Linked DNA regions of Sus scrofa: all the other regions are linked to region 1. A link is a contact called in public Hi-C data. All regions are on one chromosome and are shown on one strand. Each heading gives the region's core, a stretch centred on a gene start, on an enhancer-like site or on the middle of the called end of the contact. The rest is flanking DNA. Distances are from core to core; before and after follow the strand shown.

Region 1 (3,629 bases), core at 496-2,995:
TTTGATCCCTGACCTGGCTCAGGGCGCGAGCTATGGTGTAGGTCACAGACACAGCATGGATCTGGCATGGTGTGGCTGTGGTGTAGGCTGGCAGCTGCAGCTCTAATTCGACCCCTAACCTGAGAACTTCCACATGCTTCAGGTGCAGCCCTAAAAAGAAAACAGGAAAAAAAAAAAAAAAAAGACTAGCTTGAGCAAGTTCCTTTAAGCCAACCTTCAGTTTCCTCATCTGAAAATGGGAATAATATATACTTTGCAGACATATCCGTTAAAATAATTTCTTTAGATAATATGTAGAAAGGGTTCTGATATATTGGTGATGCCTAATAAATGAAAGTTATTATTACTAGAACCAATGAACCCTAAGGATGGATCACTTTTTGGAGGGAGATAGGGACAGAGGCCCTCACTTCAAATAATTTCCTATAAAGACATGACGTTTATTTAAAACACTAAGGTTTAAGAATTAAAGTTGTAGGAGTTCCCGTTGTGGCACAGTGGAAACAAATCCGACTAGGAACCATGAGGTTGCAGGTTCGATCCCTGGCCTCACTCAGTGGGTTAAGGATCCAGCGTTGCCATGAGCTGTGGTGAAGGTCACAGACTCGGCTCAGATCCTGCGTGGCTGTGGCTGTGGTGTAGGCTGGCAGCTGTAGTTCTGATTAGACCCCTAGCCTGGGAACCTCCATATGCCGCGAGTGCAGCCCTAAAAAGACAAAAAGACAAAAAAACAGAATTAAAGTTGCACTTTATTTTTAGAGCCACAGGTACAGCATATGAAAGTTCCTAGGCTAGGGGTTGAATTGGAGCTGCAGCTGCCTGCCTACACCACAGCCACAGCAACGCCAGATCCAAGCCATATCTATGACCTACACTGCAGGTCACAGCAATGCCGATTCTTAACCCACTGAGTGGGACCAGAGATTGAACCTGCATCCTCATGGATACTAGTCAGGTTCGTTTCTGCTGAGCTATGACGGGAAATCCAAAGTTGTACTTTCCATTACTGGTAAAAGAAAACCTCCATGCAAGACTGGGCCAGTATAAAATCCATATAAAATTTTATTACTAGCTGATTACTTACCTAAGATCATGAAGTTCTGATCCAGAGCCGGTTATTAATAGAAACTCCCCAGGAGACTGGTGAGAAACAGTCAACTCAGCATATACTCGACCTTTTGGTGTTAACATGTGACTTATATTTGTACAACCCACCTACACAAAAGAATTTTAAATTACCTCGGGATGAAATAAAAAATCTTAGGTGTCCTTTTAATACCACCTGAAAATTTAAATGTGGGTGTCAACAGTGAGAAACCTCTCAATCTTATCATTTACATCAATTGTGTGAACAATCTGTAAATTTGAACCCAATATTAATTTTAAAGTTTTCAGGTGAAATGATCACTATAATTACTTGTCATAAAATTCAGCCAATTGCACAATTTCCATTGACACAATAAAGCAAGGCCCTAAGGTCTTTGGATGATAATTCATTCCACAAAAATTTTACATTTGAAAATTAGCCAGAATACCCGTGGTCAGGTAAAGAGTTCTGATGTTCAGACAGAAATCCTTCAGTGGATTGAAATAACATATTGGTTTTCTGAAAATGAGAGGACAGAGAAGTAAACAGACCAGAACCCTGGACCTTGTAATCTACAAAGTTATTTACCTGGGGAATGACATTGGCAAAGAGATGGTCCAACAACCTAACGGAGTCTTGGCCTTTGACGGTAAATTTGCCAAACGGTGACAGGTCAATCACCCCTACTTTTTGCATAACCTGTTTATACTCTGAGCCCACAGGCTCAAACCAGTTTGTGCGGCGAAAACTTGGCCTGAAACACAGTGTTTGTCATGAAGCAGGGGTCATTCAGTTTCAGAAAATTACAGGATATTTGAACGAGCCCTATTTATCTAGAAAATTTCATTTAGGGAACAAGATGCCACCTGTTCTGCAAATCATACATATATGTTGGAATATGATTTTTTTTTTCTATGGAGGTTCCCAGGCTAGGGGTCGAATCAGAGGTACAGCTGCCAGCCTATGCCACAGCCACAGCAACGCTGGATCCTTTTACCCACTGAGCAAGGCCAGGGATCAAACCCTCATCCTCATGGATACTAGTCGGATTTGTTTACTCTGCGCCACAATGGGAACTCCCTGGAATATGATTTTTAAAGATATTCATCTATCCCTTGACCCATTTCATAGTGAATGAAGTATTCATTAACCAAAAAAAGATAGGCACGTGGGCTCTCAGATCTGAAAAAGAGCTTAGAAGTCAACCAGGCAGGTGGTTTTCAACCTTGGTTACATATTAGAATCACCTGGAGGACTGTTTTTTATTTTTTTGCCTTTTAGGGCTGCACCTATGGCATATGGAGTTTCCCAGGCTAGGGGCTGAATTGGAGCTGTAGCCACCCGCCTACACCACAGCCACAGCAACACGGGATCCGAGCCTCGTCTGCGACCTGCACCACAGCTCACCGCAACGCCAGATTCTTAACCCACTAGGTGAGGCCAGGGATCAAACCTGCATTCTCATGGATCCTAGTCAGGTTCCTTAACCACTGAGCCCCAAAGGAAACTTCTGAGGGAGTATTTTCAAAATACTAATTGTTTGGACATAATTAAATCACAATATATGAGGGGTACAGCTATCGTGTCCAGTGCTTCTCAAACATTTATGCAAATACATCACTTGCACTTGTTGAGATGAAGATTCCGATGCAGCAGGTTTGGGGCCCTAGATGCCACACCCTAACAGGCTCCCAGGTGAAGCTCATGCTGGTCCACGCCTGAAGTAAATAAGCAAGGACCTCGTCCAACATCTTCATTTTTCAGAGATAAGGCACAAAGTGACTTCCAAGGCCTTTGCATTAATTACTGACAGAGCTGGGCCTGGAACAAAGGTCTCTTGACTCCTTATGCAAGGTCCTTGCTACTCTACAGAGTGGACTTTTAATGTGGTATTTGAACTTCAGAGCAGGATGCTAAGTCTGCAAAATGAGTTTTCAGTGGTTTAATTATTAAATAGCAGAAGAAACAGCCCAGATTCAACTAGCACAAGGTGAACAACAGACCTGGCATGTATCTGAGCAATTTAGGAAAAACCAGACTACGAGTTTGTCCCCAAGTAATCTCTACTGGCTGACTACAGAGTCCAAATTCATTAATCAGCAACTGGCCCTCTATTTTGGACTATTTAGATCGATCTTAAAGTAGACATTTAAATAAGCAAAATAGCAGGTGAAAGAAAAAGGCAACTTCACTTGAAAAGCAAACTCTTTTCTCTTGGTTTATGGATTCTCTTGAGAAAAAAGATATAATCACTCTGAATACCAAGTACAACAATGGGACTGATTTTAGAGGAATTCAGAGAATTGTTTTAGTGACATGCTTTGTTTTAGCTTAACCTAAAATGGTAAGTAAATGACCTTTCCTGCAAACTTATCAACAGTGCATGTAATTTGTCTGATTCTGTGCACACATACTAGAAAGCAGTTACTTTGAGCTATTCCTTGACAAGTAGAAAATTCATCTTTCCATACTGTTTCCATACTATGTGACTGAACCAGGCATCCTAAACCAGGACACACCTTCAGGAGCCAGCTGAAGCCAT
Region 2 (3,629 bases), core at 399-2,898, 110 kb after region 1:
GAAGGCAGTGTGACCGACTGGGAGTTTGGGGTTAACAGATGCAAACTCTTACATTTAGAATGGGAGTTCCTGTCGTGGCTCAGTGGTTAACGAATCCGACTAGGAACCATGAGGTTGCAGGTTCGATCCCTGGACTTGTTCTGTGGGTTATGGATCCAGCATTGCTGTGAGCTGTGGTATAGGTCACAGACATGGCTCAGATCCCACGCTGCTGTGGCTGTGGTGTAGACCGGTGGCTACAGCTCTGATTAGACCCCTAGCCTGGGAACTTCCATATGCCGCGGGAAGGGGCCCTAGAAAAGGCAAAAAGACAAAAAAAACAAAACAAAACAAAAGAAAAAAGAATGAATAAGCAATGAGTTCCTCCTGGACAGCACAGGGAGCTATATCGAGTCTCTTAGGATAGACCATGATGGAAGATAATATAAGATAAGGGAATTTATATATATATATAGATATATATATATATGAATGACAGGGTCACTTTGCTTTACAGCAGAAATTGGCACAACATTGTAAATCAATAATAAAAAATTTTTAAATATCTCCCTCAAAACTAAACTTAGTGGATACACTGCAATGAAATTATATGTCAACACTGCCTCCTAGTGGCATATTTCCATATTTTGCAAAAATTTTTTGAAATTCAGCCTCTCCACCAAATAAATGAATTCATTTCCAGAAATCTTGTTCACTAAAATACGAGCCTCACTCAGTACCTACATGTTTCTTTGTGTTAAGTGGACATTTCTCAATGGCAAAGGTATTTTTACAGAATGCAAGCCAGAGAGATTTTAGAGATCGAGTCCAAACTTTTTGCTTTTTAGGGCCGCGCCTGTGGCATATGGAAGGTCCCTGGCTAGGGGTCGAACTGGAGCTACAGCTGCCAGCCTACACCACAGCCACAGCAACAGCAATCCCCAACTCACTGAGCAAGGCCAGGGATCGAACCCACATCCTCATGGATACAAGTTAGATTCGTTTCCGCTGCGCCACAACGGAACTCCCTAACTCTCTTTTAAAGATGAGATTACTGGGGCAGGACACCAAGTGAAGAAGGGCTTCTTAGTCCACGGCTGCCAGCAAAGATGGCTTTAGCTTATCATTTGAAGAAGGAGAGTGGAACCAAGACAGATCATTCACAAAACCGAGTGTATCTTCCTGCCAAGTCAATGTAAACTCAAAGAATAAACTGTTTGCAATTTATGACCTTATACTTATTCACAGTGTAGTAAGGAACCTTGCCAACGCAGAGCTGTAATGGAGACAGACTGGACAGGAAGGGATCAAAAGCGTCAGTTCCCAACTTCTCCAGAAGGGGGCAGCAAGTCACCAGCTGGGAAGGCCAGAGACGCTCTATTTTGCTTTGAACTTCAGCAAGACCATCTGAACAAACTGTAACATTAAATGGCAGAAATATCTGTAGCTCTCTTTCTTTGGACCAGTTTTTCCCTAAGATACATGGATCTTTGAATCACATCCTGAACAACTCAGCCAGCAACAAAAGCCTTATCTGTCTCCAACCAGATCCTGTTTGGGGTTTTTTATTGTTTTTTGTTTTTCTTTCCCAGAGATCATTTTCCCCAGCTTTGAGCACATGGGCCAGCTGAGTGCATTTCCGGAATAGCCTCCCTGTTAGTAACATCCCCTCAGCCAGTCCGGAACCTTCCATGTGTTACTTGCCAGGCAGACAATCCTGATGCTCGCACAGTCCAGGAGGAAGGAGTCCATGTGAAGAGAGAAAAACAGAGGAGCCCAAGAAACCGTCTGATAGCGTGTTCAACTGCAGTGAGAGACACCCAGGCCCCGTGTTTCTAAACAGCTTCAGGAACAAATGCAGGGTTGGTGTTTGAACAGAAAATGACTGAAAGGCGGCCAAACACAGAGCCTTCGCACAGATGGTGACAGGAAGGGCAGGGTCATTTGGCAAAAACTGGTGGGAGTGAGGGGAAAAGAGCAGCCAGAAAACGCTTCCCGTTTTCAAGCAGCTGGAGGCATTCTGTTGGCCTTAGATGGACGACAAAAGAAGGGATGGGAGGTGAGAGAGACACATGTCAGCATCTGTGCTGCTGTGAGCTTCAGAAATCATGCCCAACCATTCGAGCACAGCCAGACACAAGAGGTTAATTTACATGCCGCCAAATTCTACACACCATCATTTTTATCTCAGGGTTTGACTGAGAGAGGTGCTCTTATGTAAATTTTTACAGGAAGTATGTTTTCCGGGGAAACATGCAGCACGCTTTTAACAGAAATTGATTTGGCCCGATGTCTCAAATATTTTTTGCATCATCCCATAGAGGCAAACTGCTAATGTACCGAGTAAAATTATTCCTATTTGTTCCTTCAAGCAGGTTCAGCGAGACCCTCTATTTGGCCCCATTTTGCGGGTTTATTTATTTATTTTTTTGTCTTTTTGCCTTTTGTAGGGCTGCTCCTGCAGCATATGGAGGTTCCCAGGCTAGGGGTCAAATTGGAGCTGTAGCTGCCGACCCACGCCAGAACCACAGCAACGCGGGACTCAAGCAGCGTCTGCGACCCACACCACAGCTCAGGGCAATGCCGGATCCTTAACCCACTGAGCAAGGCCAGGGATCTAACCCACAACCTCATGGTTCCTAGTCAGATTCGTTAACCACTGAGCCTCAACGGGAACTCCTTGAGGGTTTTTTTGTTCCAATTTACTACATGGCCTTGAAAGGAAAAGGCTGAGTGTCTTTGGAAACAGTTCAAACTTTCCCCCCAGGTCAGCCTGGCCATCATCCTGCCAATTACTTTGACTTAATGACATTTTAGTGTTCTTTGCAAAAGTTAATGCCTCAACACATGAACAGGCTTAGTGGAACGCAGCCATCGTCCCCCAAAACCCTAGTGCAACATTGTAGAAAAAGCCATGAATGAATTGAGAAAAAGCAATGAATGAATTTCGAATCAGGAATTTGGGGTGCAAAGCTTGTCCCTACCTCACTTTGCAATGTTGGATACCTCACCCCGCTTCTCTGAGCTTCGATTTGCTCATCTGGAAGATAACAAAATCTCTAAGACCTTGCTTAAAAAACTTCACAATTTTATGTGTTTCTAACTGGACGGTGCACAGGAGCATTAGCCACCTCATTGTCAACAAATATTTACCAAGTGCCACCGGTAGTATGTTTCCAGAAGACTTCATAGTTTATTCATTATTCCCCTGGCTACACTGACAGCAGACTCAAACAAATAACACTGTCCAGAGGGCAGGGAAAACGTTATTAGGCTAGACTCAGCGTGGCACTGGGAAGGGAAATTCATTCTTCCCCACAGGTACTGTATCCTAGGGAGACTTGGGCCTGTGGTTTTTCATATTATAAACTACCTCCGTTCTCAGGACTCAAGAGTTCTTTGCAGGCTTGCATAAGCATAAGCTTTGGAAGTTCTAGAATCCATCCAGTGGGTACTTCTGGTATGGAGGTCTTCGGCTCCTTAAGAAGGAGAGAACAGTCTGCTCCCTGTTATAAGGTGCTGGAGTTTGGGAGCTAGACGTCTCAGAATCTTTTCCTTCCATAACACCATCCCCGGAAGCTTGATGATGGCCAGATTTATCCCTCCAGCCTGGACCACCCCAAGAACGTGCACTTGACCTCACCCTGACC
Region 3 (3,629 bases), core at 449-2,948, 82 kb after region 1:
ATTTAAATACAAATCCTTATCTATACATGTATACATTTAGACATGCCTAGTCTAGGAGAACAGAACAGGAAATAGTGGTTACCTCCAGGCAGGACTTGACCTGGGAACAGCAGCCAGAGAAAGATTTTTCATATTTTTGCCATGTGTCTATATTAACGTACTAAAAATTTTCAATTCATTTTTTTAAGTGCTGCTAGTTTAAAATCGCTCCTAAGTTTTACTAAATTTGGATGAACTATGAAAATGACAGTGTCGGCTTTCAGTTTTTGACTATGGGAGCCCTGATACCGCCCCCTAGCGCCTGGTATCCACCACTGCAACTGTTCTATGCAGCTATACCTGGGCTCACTCTGAACCTCTTTGTCTCACCAGTGTTCACCAGGTTAATAGTATAAGCAGTTAACGCGTTAAGTAACTTAGCTGTTACCTACTCAGATACTCCAAAGCTTTCATGGTATAAAGTCTAGGCACTGTGAAGGATGCCTACATTACCTCATGCCTCAGTCTTGGTGGACAAGTGAAATAATAGATCATTTGAATTATAATATATGCATCCATCAACCTTCCTATTTTTTTTCCTACTTCAAACCTGACAATTACCTGAAGCAAAAGGACTTTTCTACTTCTCAGTTTCAACTGCACATAATTTTAGCAACAAAGTTTGTATTAATTCATCGTTTGCTACAGTAATTTCTTTCCTTGCATTTGTTAAAATAGAGGCTATTGTTCCACATACAAAAACTTCCTTATGTGCTTTTGTGTATTTGGACAACAGTTTCTGAACTCTATTTCATATTTTTAAATTGTTCTCTAGGGTACTTTCTATTATGTTGTACATTTTAAAAGCAATATTTTCATTATTTTAAAGTCAATGTATTTTCACTGTAAAGAGATTTCAGGAAAATACAGTAAAACACAATGAAGAAAATAAAAGACCTAACTCTACCATCAACAGATAACTGCTGTTAACATTTCTATTTCCTTCCAGTTTCTCAAATGCCTGTACATTTTTAGACAGTTTCACACTGAATGTTTGACATCGCTAAAGTACATTTCCACTGTCATATACAAAGGTGAAGTGTTTGTCTTTGTTAAATGTTGCAAAGATATTGATAGAAAGTACAAGGCATGTTTGGACTTAAGGGGAGAAGGTCATTTTGAACACATGCACTAATGCAGGGTCAGTATCAGACTTTTCTGTAAAGGCCATATTTTGTTCGAATCCATAACCACTGGACGTATAATCACAGAGGTCACACTTTAGGCTGAAGTTCTTCCAGGGCATGGCCTCCTCGTTCAAGAATCTTGTATCCTCGGCCTTTGACAAATATTTGGGCATTGGATGGCGTTTTTAGGGGCCTGGTCTGGCAACCTAAGTAATGGTAACAGGATCCCAGGCAAGGAGGAGTACATCAGGATTTCTCCTCGAGAAGAAAAGAGGGGTGGGCACAGGTAGAGCTGAAACCCGAGCAGATGGCAACCTACTTGTTTTTTTCTTCTTAACTTACTTCTGGACGAGTTCACCTATTTGCAAGAATAATCTCGATCACTCCCTCAGGAGGCCGATTCCAGAGGAGCCAGGATAAAAGGCTGGGGGGCGTGTTCCCTGCCGGAGGCCCGCGTTGGACCGCGGGGAGGCTGGGGAAACCTACCGCGTGAGAGCTGCAGGTATAAAGAGCTCCGCTGCCGCCGCTGGGCAGCTGCAGGCTTCGAAAGGGAAACCTCGTCGGTTCCAATCCAAATCCGTTTTCGAGTACCATCCGGACACCTCGAATATGGCTCCGGTTGGGGACAAAAAGGCCAAGAAGGTGAGTCTGCAGGGACCCGAGGGTGTCCTCGGTCCTGGCCGGCCGAGGCTCTGGGTTTTGACCCACCAGCGGGCATCCCAGCCTCGGCAAGCCCAGTGGGAGCCCTGCAACTTCGGCTGCGGGACCCCACGGCGCCTCTGAGCCCCTACTCCCGTTCCACGTCCAGAGCGCCCCCTAGAGCTATGTGACCCCGAACCCCAGGCGCCCGCCACCAAATCTCCGATTCTCCCAACGTCTTGAGACCCATACGCCAAGACCAGAGCACGCCTGCAAGATGCAGCTCCTAGACCCACAGGGACGACTTCCCTCCCCCATGGCAGTGGGACCCGGGGTCGCCCTGCTGCGCGCCAGGACCTCTCCGGGTCTGTGCCCGTGCCGCTGCACGCGCGCCCCTCAGTGCCCTGCGTGTGCCAGGCAGGGAAGCTCGCGCCCCGGCTCCGCTCCGACGGTTTCTGGCGGGCACCGCCGGTCTCCGGGCTCCCTACCTGCAGGGTCCTCGATGCGCCCACCAGCCCGCCCCGCTGCAGCGCTAAGGCTCTGGCATTGGTCGGGCGATGGTAAGTTTTCATCTGCAGCTGGGTTTCAGCGATAACAGAAAAATGCACCGTGTGGGCCTCGAAAAGATAGTTCTAGAAAAAAATGAGCATCGTGGCCGTAAAATATTGAGGTAGGGCTGTTAAGTTTTAAAAACAAAAGCCCAGTAGCAAGCCCACCCTACTCTTGGGACGAATGTTTTAAGTCCAGACTCTGGGCCTTCCTCTGGTTGTAGGGATGTAGGAGGCGGGACGGGTGGGGGTGGGAGGGTGGCGATGGATGGATAGACGCACTGATAATAGGACAATGGTTGGGAGGAGAGGAGAAGGACAACGGAGGAAGGAGGGAGTCTGCTTGGCCCTTGAGTGTCAAAGCACCCAGCCCCAACCCTGGCGGACCGAGGCCCAGGAAATGGCAGGGAAGAAGACCGGGCCAGGCCACCTGTTCCCCTTCAGCTGTAAGGACAGTGCAGGCAGACCCGGCTCTGAAATTCATTACCAACCATCCCTTTAGAAACGGACTGTACCTAGTTTCTAAAGGAATGACCATGCCTCAAATTAAAGAGATCTCCACACAAGGAAAAACAATTGATTAGGTGGATCCAATGACATACATCTACTAAAAGAACACTTGATGTAGATTGGAAAGGATGATTCCCATAGAGTTTTAAAAAAGTTTTTTTTTTTGGTTTGGCCACATTTTCATAGCCATAGATTCTAACCCACTCCCCAAACTCAAACTTAGAAAATCAAACATTTAAAAAGATTATTTTAACAACAGATGGACATAAGATGGGAAGGAAAAAAAGTTTCTTTGGTAACCTTATTTGCATGCTTTGTCACTGTTAAAACATGGATAATAACATGTCTATACTTTGTGTGTGTGTGTGTGTGTCTTTTTAGGGCCGCACCTCCAGCATATGGAGGTTCCCAGGTTAGGGGTCAGATCGGAGCTGTAGCTGCCAGCCTATACCACACCCACAGCAATGCAGGATCCAAGCTGCATCTGCGACCTACACTACAGCTCACCACAACCACCGATCCTTAACTCACTGAGCGAGGCCAGGGATCCAACCTGCATCCTCATGGATGCTAGTCAGATTCGTTTCCACTGAGCCACAACGGGAACTCCAATACGTCTATACTTCAATTAAAATTAAAATACATGTTACAAAACTAACATAGGTTTATTGTAAACAATTAGAAAAAATACTAAGAACAATGTCTGCTACATGTGGTTGTATATCATGCTCATTTACTGACTAGGCAAATATGTACTTTTTAAACA

Evidence for each region. A called contact is a pair of places that touch in the nucleus more often than the background predicts.
Region 2: a Hi-C map of liver shows a contact between it and region 1, with 2.9 times the contacts expected there. The contact joins two enhancer-like sites. A contact is called at or near these places in 21 of 47 Hi-C or Micro-C datasets (adipocytes, alveolar macrophages, brain and 12 more) and 1 of 2 datasets of contacts at active chromatin or transcription factors (skeletal muscle).
Region 3: a contact with region 1 is called in a Hi-C map of liver, with 10 times the contacts expected there. The contact joins the promoter of BHMT here to the enhancer-like site in region 1. A contact is called at or near these places in 3 of 5 promoter capture datasets (fetal liver and liver) and 11 of 47 Hi-C or Micro-C datasets (embryonic fibroblasts, epiblast stem cells, fetal liver and 3 more).

Annotation. Positions count from the first base shown.
Region 1 is chr2:87,827,411-87,831,039 of Sscrofa11.1, forward strand. It overlaps DMGDH (dimethylglycine dehydrogenase, mitochondrial), which reads right to left. Exons shown (of 15, transcript XM_021084481.1): 10 at 1,676-1,841; 11 at 1,085-1,215. Among named protein-coding and RNA genes, the nearest start is that of BHMT2, 37 kb to the right of the region's middle. Within about 2 kb of position 1,746, at least 2 of the 83 cell types and tissues checked have an H3K27ac peak or open chromatin away from gene starts, as enhancers often do. A contact at or near this core is called in fetal liver and liver, where this site is marked.
Region 2 is chr2:87,936,068-87,939,696 of Sscrofa11.1, forward strand. No RefSeq gene overlaps it. Among named protein-coding and RNA genes, the nearest start is that of BHMT, 27 kb to the left of the region's middle. Within about 2 kb of position 1,649, at least 30 of the 83 cell types and tissues checked have an H3K27ac peak or open chromatin away from gene starts, as enhancers often do. A contact at or near this core is called in liver, where this site is marked.
Region 3 is chr2:87,909,395-87,913,023 of Sscrofa11.1, forward strand. It overlaps BHMT (betaine--homocysteine S-methyltransferase), which reads left to right and starts at 1,699. Exons shown (of 8, transcript NM_001200042.1): 1 at 1,699-1,808. The coding sequence starts at 1,776.